Linked DNA regions of Mus musculus: region 2 is linked to region 1. A link is a contact called in public Hi-C data. All regions are on one chromosome and are shown on one strand. Each heading gives the region's core, a stretch centred on a gene start, on an enhancer-like site or on the middle of the called end of the contact. The rest is flanking DNA. Distances are from core to core; before and after follow the strand shown.

The links. Hi-C and Micro-C count contacts between places; a contact is called where the count stands out from the background.
Region 2: a contact with region 1 is called in a Hi-C map of muscle stem cells, with 7 times the contacts expected there. The contact joins the promoter of Ddx18 here to the promoter of Tsn in region 1. A contact is called at or near these places in 2 of 39 promoter capture datasets (hippocampal neurons and pre-B cells), 21 of 484 Hi-C or Micro-C datasets (CD4 T cells, CD8 T cells, LSK cells and 11 more), 1 of 115 datasets of contacts at active chromatin or transcription factors (astrocytes) and 2 of 9 other capture datasets (adipose tissue and liver).

What each region holds. Positions count from the first base shown.
Region 1 is chr1:118,308,919-118,313,157 of GRCm38.p6, forward strand. It overlaps Tsn (translin), which reads right to left and starts at 2,428. Exons shown (of 6, transcript NM_011650.4): 1 at 2,083-2,428; 2 at 855-948. The coding sequence starts at 2,148.
Region 2 is chr1:121,565,211-121,569,710 of GRCm38.p6, forward strand. Ddx18 (DEAD box helicase 18) reads right to left here and starts at 2,770. Exons shown (of 13, transcript NM_025860.3): 1 at 2,581-2,770; 2 at 671-958. The coding sequence starts at 2,665.

The DNA of each region.
Region 1 (4,239 bases), core at 1,178-3,677:
GGAGTCTATGTGGGCATTAATCACCTTGAAATCTGAGGCCATTAGTCCTCAGCTACTTTTCCTGTAAGTCCTCACACACCAAAAATCAAGACTATTTCTACCTCCCATGGTCAAAAAAAAAAAAGAACTTTACTGACTATTCTCAGATTGATAAATTTTACATCATTGCATAAATGACTTGCCTTGGTAACCTGTAAGCTGTGTATCAGAAAATAACTTCAGCTCTCAGCTATGCTGGCTGCATTGTACAAAGGGATTCATGTCTAACTTGACATATTAGAATCTCAACAAAGGGCTGACTATAAACATGAATTTTAAAACATTTTATACCTGGCACTTTATTATCTACAAATGTATATTAAAAGGCATTCAAAAAAAGAAAGTAAAAATAGAAAAAAAATTTAAAGAAAAAAAGGCATTCAATCATTAGAATCATTCATTAAAATACACACAAAGACTCACATGTGCCAACTGTAATGAAACTCACTGAAGTCTGAGGTTCAGGTGAGAGGAACACAACTCAACACAGCCTGGGCAACAAAGCAAGACTCCCGTTCTCTCTCTCACACACACACACCAATAGACTAACATAGCAAAACAACATTCCTATTTAAACCACACTATACACACATGGAAAAGCAACCAAAATATCAAGAATATCGTAAATCCTCAAAATGACCAAACCCCTATTCTCCAATTTTCACTCACAATAATAAATAAATAAAAGCATAATAAACACTCCTCACAATAAATGACAAAAGTGTACTCAGTATGTCCTTTTAATGGACTTAAGAGTGATATGTTGGACAAAAAAATTTAAAAATTTTTTCAAACATCAAAGCAAAAAAACTTACTGTCCTGAAATCCAGTACCCTGGTGGACCCCTTGAAGTAGGGTCAAAATCTCTCGAGCAGTTTGTTCTAAACTCTGTACAACTTTTCGTATTTCCTAGAGAGAATTAAAAACAAAAGCCAGATAAGGTCAGTGTAATCTTCAGCAGAGTCGCCTACAAACATGCTACCACACCCTCACATTCAGTCACAGCTCTCAGACTTTCACAAGAAGGGATTCTTCAGGTGTGAATCCAAACTCTTCCAGTAATTTCTTCTTGTCACAACTCAAGGAGCTGCTAAAAAAGCCTCAAATTCTACAAGTAGCCGTGAAAGAAAAATAGCCACCTGCTCAAGAACCCAACTGAGACACTATATAAATGAATAACTGACAATGTAAATGTTCTCTATAGAACAAAAACTTAAATACAAAGTGGTGACTGATTTTCATTCATTCATTTTGCACACATTCTCTGAGCACATTTAGTTATGGGCATTATGCAAACATCAGAGACGCAAGCAACTCCTTCTAGCAATAGGACGGATAAATGGGTTTTTTTTTCTCAATTTCTCACGATTTTAGGAGCTAACAGAAAAGCAGTCAAAATAAGGACTATAAATTTTGCACGTGTTAATTTCAGCACTGAAAACGCTGAAGGCTACAGGTTCGAGTTCGAGGTCACCCAAGGCTACTACACATCAAGATCCTGTCTCACGCGCAAAAGGAAAACAGCCAGAGAGCAGAAAATAAACTAATTCCAGCAAAAGCAGATAATACAACCAAGGGTCCTCAGACAGAGCAATATCTGGAGCATTAGACGAATAAAAAGTTAACTTAAACACACACACAGTAACGAGTGTAAATAAAAGGAGAGCGGGGAAAGAGACCTTGTGAGCCACCGGAGAATCTAGATTTTTTTTAAATTTTTTATGCGGGATGAGAAGCTACAGAAGAGCTTTTTGCTTAAAGAAAGACCGCAAGTGCTATTTAAAAAAAAAAAAATACCAGCAGCCAATATAGAAAAGATGTGCTGGTTAGCCACGGGCGTTAACCGAGCCTGGGACTGGAATACTGAACTAGGAAAGGTGATATTCTAAGAGGTACATGACGCTGAGAAGTCGAATCCGGAACCAAGAGGCGGCCTAACCTAAACCCATCGGGCCTGAAAACGAGAGACCGAGCAGGACCAGGCCAACTGGACCAGCCTGGCTAGGAAAAGAAAAAAAGGAGATGGGGAGGAAGGGGGCTCGCCTCTCGGATGTCCTGCTCGGCAGCCAAAAAGCCCTGCAGCTCCACGAAGATCTCGCTCACAGACATGGCGCTGGCTGCCCTACAATCAGTCAGCACCGGAGCACCGCCGAAGAAGTACGACCCACAAACAAGTAGCGGACTCGCTCGCAACGCCCGTCGCCGTCGCCACTGCCGCGTCCACTAGCCCTTGCGCCAAGGCTGGCGCCGGGGTCTTCCCACACCCGCGGCGCACCGGAGCCCGGGCTGCCCGCCGCAATGCCTGAAGCGCCGCGCGCACAGTCCCGTGCCGCGCTCTTGCCCAGAATCCCGACGGCAGGGCCGAGCCTCGCCTGCCGCCCGCACGTAGGCATCTCCGGAAACAGCCCTACGTAGGGGCTTCAGTGGCCCGTGGCCGTAGGCCGGCTGATAGGCAGCTCCAATTAAGGAGGTGGGGATTCGCAGATAGGCATCTAGGAAAACAGCCGGTTGGGGGGGCGGGGGGGGGGTCCTTAGGGACACTTGGCTCGTAGAAGGCGGGGCCAGCGAGTGGCGCGGTTTGCTTATCCATGTTATCTGTGTACTTCAAGCAAGGGAGGGAAGTTATACTTCTGTCTGCTCAACAAAGAGCATGCATAAACTGAATGGGGAAGAATGGCGAGAGAATGTAATCCGATAAATGAAAAATAATAAAAGACTATAATCTAAATAAATATTAATGAATAAAAATATTATCTTCGGGTCTGGAGAGATGGCTCAGCGGTTAAGAGCATCGACTGCTCTTCCAGAGGTCCTGAGTTCAATTCCCAGCAACCACATGTTGGCTCTCAACCATCCATAATGGGAACTAATGCCGTCTTCTGGTGTGTCTGAAATGCAATGTACTCATATGCATAAAATAAATAAATCTACCAAAAAAAAAAAAAAGAAAAGAAAAGAAAAGCGTGTTACTGTAACCTTCAACCAGGGACTACACTTCAGCTATGAACGTGCTTCAGGGCTTTGAAGTCCTTGTACATGATCTGCCTCACAGCTATCCTATCCTCCCAATGAGTATCATGAAGATCTCTCTGGTCTTGAGCAGTCTTGAAGAGGCCAGAGTTCACCTTGTAGCTCCTGCCAGCTGCTTCTCCACCTGATCACCGAGTGCACTTTCTGAATGAGCTTGGATGGAGTACTTCCTGTTATTTCTTTGAAAGAGTATCGTCTGTGGTGGCGTGAGGGCTCTTAACCATCGAAAGGGAGAGATTGACAAACTTTAGCAGTTAAAGGTTTGTCACCAAGACTGACAGTCTGATGGAAGGAAAGAACCAACTCCCACAAGTTGTCCTCTTCAAACACACACACTACACTCACACACACACCAAGTAAATAAATGTGTAATCTTTGATGGACAGTCTCATACTCTCCCCCAGCCCAGAAAATCTATTTTAACTACAAAAGAACCATTCTTTGAAGGAGCAGGAACTAGCCAAGACACCCACTTGTACAGGAACTGTTTTTGATCATGTTCTGGACCCAGTTTCCTCATAACTTAGTAAGAAATATTCTTTGGGGGGGGGGGTCGAGAAAGGGTTTCTCTGTGTAGCCCTGGCTGTACTGGAACTCACTCTGTAGACCAGGCTGGCCTCGAACTCAGAAATCTGCCTGCCTCAGCTCGAACTCAGAAATCTGCCTGCCTCAGCCTCCCAAGTGCTGGGATTAAAGGCATGTGCCACCACTGCCAGGCTTGTGGGCTTTTTTTTTTTTTTTGAAAGAATATTGTAAGTGCCCTTTACCTTTCACTGGAATTTAGAATTTAGATACCTTGCTAAGCATGGGAGAAGGGATTCTTTTGATCTTAAAGCTTTTCTATTCCAACAGCCAATCCCTTCTTTTGTGTTCTTCTGTTTTGTTTTGGTAAAGAATATGTTAGATCTCAAAGAAACACATCTCAGAACCTTTGGCTCCTCCCAACACTTCTCACCAGCCCCCTACCCCAAACCTCTCCCAGGGCCTGGGCTTCAGCTTCTCTTCCCCTACTTTCTCCTCCCTATAAAAAAAAAAAAAAATGTGGCTACACACTCTCTTCATCTCCCAGTCCTTGCACCTCCTCTTCTGTTCCTCTCTCACTCTCCCACCTCTCTCTCCTCTTGTTGTCAGCTTCATATCTACAATAAACCCTTCTCAACCATACCTTGG
Region 2 (4,500 bases), core at 1,520-4,019, 3.3 Mb after region 1:
TCAGGGCAGCAATTGTGAGTTTCACACTTCAGGAGGAAAGAGGCACATGTTCGACTAAGGCACACAGTGCCCTGTACTATCTGCTCACTTGAAAAATCAATGTCTTATTTATTCACAACTTTCCTACAAGTTATCTTACAGACTCTGCAAGTAAGTACTTATGGGGAAGAGGGCTTACAAAAATATATGGGCAAAAGACAAGTAAATCAAGAGATCAAAGAATGATTAATGTGAAGTACCTTCACACAGAAAAGCCTGGGAGATACTTCCCATCACCATCATCCCATCACCATCATAGATCCATGTTGTGTTCGAAATCACGGAAATATACAAACCCAAAAGACTATGTGATGATAGATCCAGTTTATTTACAAAGCCCAATGAACTGCTCCCTAAAACCCATAGTGGAGTATTATAAATCTAAAGAAATTCTTATCAAATTTGAACTTTTCCCAAGGGCAGCTAACTTAAAACACATACAAATCTAGGGAAAACCTAAAACCCACTTCCCTTGTCTACCAATAAAAGGTGTCTTTTAGCTCCCAGGGTAGACTCATGGTGGTGAGCATAGGGGATGCTTCACACATACAACAATAGAGAAAAGTGACCAAGAGCTGAAAAGCTATCTGAATGACCAATATTAAAACAAAACAAAACACCAAAAACCTACCAGGCCCGGCATCATTTGCCATTTTCCTCTTTTTCTTCTTTTTCTTTTTTACTTCTGAATCAGGAGGTGGTGTTGGTGCTGCTTCTCCGTTGGCTAAAGTTGTGAGTTTCTGGGGTGACTTTTTAACTTTGCCATTTTCCAAGGTCTCCTCAGGCATGCCTCCACTTTGTGCTTCTGCTGAGTCCACAGGCACAGAACGTTTCAGGGCCTTTTTCACTTTTCCACCTTTTCCTGTTTCTTTAGGCACATCTCCATTTTGAGGTTGGGACAGGCTTGTGTCTGATGTTTCTGTTTAAAAACAGAACTTACACTGTGACAAGAGAAAGCTTACTTATAAACACTGACCTTCACAGGAGAAATTATGGGTTTTCTGGAACCCCAATCATTTAGTTTTTCTTGTATGTTCACTGTTAAAACCAAATATTGGTACTCTATTATAGAAAAGGCACATTTTCTTTATGGAAAAAAAAAATGTCAGTAAAGGAAAGTTGTTTTAACTTCAAAAGACCCTATCTGTTTACGGCTATATAGAAATTTGTGACAGAAAAATGTCAGCAAGATCACATAATTAAATCAAATGATTAGTAAACAGCAATGAGGAGAAATATATATTTTAACATTAAGCATTTGGCCTGCTGGTGTTGGCACACACCTTTAGTCCTAGTACATGAAAGGCAGAAGCTGGTGGATCTCTATGAGTTTGAGGCCAGCCTGGTATACAGAGCTAGTACTGGAACAGCCACGGCCAAGTGTCTGATAAATATAACTGAATGATATTTACTTCGCATTCCCACAATTATTACTTATATAATTTCACTTCATTCAAACCCAACTTTCCTAGACTTTGGTGAACTGAAAATTCAGTAAACGAAAACCACTCATTAAAACCCTATTAAAGCCCCAAACTATCCTCACAAGTTTTCCATTTTCATACAAAGAGAATGAAGGCAACACCATCTTTAATTTACATCATTACCCACACCAAGAAGTAGCTACTAAGTAGCATTAATTATTCTACAGGTACTAAGTGAAGGAACATCAATACTTTTGCCTAAAATCCACCATCCCCTCTGGGATGTCTTTCAAATACTATCTGTTGAAAATTGCGTGGGTCTAGACAATTATTCAGCGATCCTCAACATACTGATCTCTCGACCCCCCAACCCCCACTACAGTTGTCTCATACCAGATATTTACATTACGATTCATAATAGCAAAATTACAGCCATGAAGTAGCAACGAGGTTATTTTATGGTGTGTGTGTGTCAACACAATATGAGGAACTGTATTAAAGGGGTACAGCATTACAAAGGCTAAGAACCCCTACAGGTAGGTAACCTAAACAAGCTACAGAAACTGCAACAAGAAAGTGACATGTGTAAATTTTTCATTTAAGCCCTTGTGCCAAAACCAAGACGTTAAGGAATTCACTAAGTTGTGCGCGACAAAAAACACTGGGAGGGTTCTGCCTAACATATGAAGAGGATCGCTGCAGGAATGAAAAGAACGGGTTTGGGGGAGAGAGCTGTATCACTGGGAAAGCTCCGAGGAAAACAATTCGTAAGTTTGGGCAGGGGATGAGATCGAGCAATTAAGTGAAAGTCGGGAACCGTAATGGATACAAAGTTCTACGTGGGGACTAAAGATGCTGATGGGGGGGTCTAGGGTAATCTGCAGGTTTTCTTGCCAATAGAAAGTTGGGGAAGAAAGTCCGAGGCCTCCCGCTTTCACCCTGAGTCGAGAAAGCCACGCCGGCAAAGGGCAGAACCAATGAAGGGTCCACGGGGGCTGGGACCCAGGCGGCCTGCTCGTGCCGCGCATCCCCGGCTCCCGCCGGAAGCTGCCCAGCGCACCGCCGAGTTCCTGGGTTCCCCACGTCGTTCGCCAGTGCGGGGTTCAGCACAGCTCACCTTGCAGCTTCAGGTTTCGCTGCCGCAGCTTGGCATTCCGCTTCTCGATCTTCCTGCGCAGGAGTTTCATCTGTAACTGCGACATCTTGCCAGGCCGCCCAGCCGTCTGCACCGAGACAGATGCACGTGCGCAATTGCAAGTCGGAAGTGTACCGCTGGAGCCTGCGGACCCGCGGGGCGGAAATGCTTCGGGCGGAAACAGTTCCTGGTGAGAGCTGGGTTCCCTTTGGAGACCGAATTTCCTGCAGCGCCCCCTGGCGACTGGAGGACGACTCGTTGTGAACCCGTTCGCCTTGCTAATGGCCCCAGAGTTTTACAAACCAAGACTGCACAATAAAAAAGCCGATTGGAAGACGGAATTCCTTGTGGCTCAGAAGAGTCTCTTTCCCTTCACTGCTAGAGAGGTGCCAGTATCCTGTCAGAAGAGGTTTAAGTCTTAAAACCTTCTTGGGAGACGGGGATGGTGGTGTTCACCTTTAGTCTCAGCGTGAGGGAGGCAAGAGCAAGTGGATCTCTGAGCTGAGACCAGCCTGGTCCACAGGGCAGCACTCCACCCCTCCACCCCAGTGCCTTCCAAACAAAACAAAAAGACTAAAGAAACAAAAACAAAAACCCAACAACAAACCCACTTCAATTTGGACCCTGTATCACACAAACGTCTTTTCTCACCGTATAGTTTTCCCTCAATTTTTCAGGGCGTTGCACTCTTCTTTTCTTTTCTTTTCTTTTCTTTTCTTTTCTTTTCTTTTCTTTTCTTTTCTTTTCTTTTCTTTTCTTTTTTTCTCTTTTCTTTTCTTTTCTTTTTTTCTCTTCTCTTCTCTTCTCTTCTCTTCTCTTCTCTTCTCTTCTCGTCTCTTTCTTTCTTTCTTTTTCTTTCTTTCTTTCACTTTTGTGCTAGTTTGCGGTAGATGTATGGTGAATGACATAGGTAAAACACTGAATTTTTACACAACTTCCACGAAGACAGAAACACAGTTACAGAAAACATACCGACAGGGAAGTTCGTGCGCTGCCTGAGAAAGATCCTGGTTTCAGGATGGACATTTGGGTGATGTCTTCCTTCAGCCTCCATTGTGCATAGATTGTGTGTGTGTGTGTGTGTGTGTGTGTGTGTGTGTGTGTGTGTGTGTGTGTGTGTGTGACAGAGAGAGAGAGAGAGAGAGAGAGAGAGAGAGAGAGAGAGAGAGAGAGAGAGTCAGCAGTCAGTCAGTCCCGGGATGGGCATGCAGATAGAGTCTTTAATTCAGTATTGCAGTTCTGGGTATTGAACCCAGGGCCTCTTTCATGTCAGTCACCATTCAATGGAGCTACACATTACTCCTAAGTCTATAGAAGTATTATAATTGGGGCTGAGGAGATGCCTTAGTCTATAAAGTGATTGCCTTGCAAATACAAGCCCTGAGTTCCATCTACCTCTCATAGGAAGAAAGCCAGTTGTACTGGTGCTCAGAGGCCAGCATCCCTGTAAGACCAGGTCTAGGAGAAACCATGTCTCAAGATGGATAGTGACTGACATCTGTGATGGCTATTCTTGTTGTCAAATTGACTACCTCTGGAATGAACTACAATCCAGAAAAGGAGGGCACACCCGTGAAAGATTATTTTTCTTGGTCTAAAGTGGGTGAATACACTTCTAGTTCAGACCTTTGAGGGAAGAAGACAAACACATTTGATCTGGATCTTAAGGCTGGAAGGTACACATTTAATCTGGGCCACATCTTCCACTGGAAGGTATAAGGACATGAACATGGTCTTTGCCTGCTTGCCTTGGTCTTGCTAGCCCATCTTTTCTTCACTGGCATTAGAACCTACTTCTTTGGGATTTCAGCATATACTGAAGACCAACTGAGACCACCTTGTGGCCTGAGCAACTACTGGATTCTTGGACTTTCTGTTCACAGCTAGCCACTGCTGGATTAG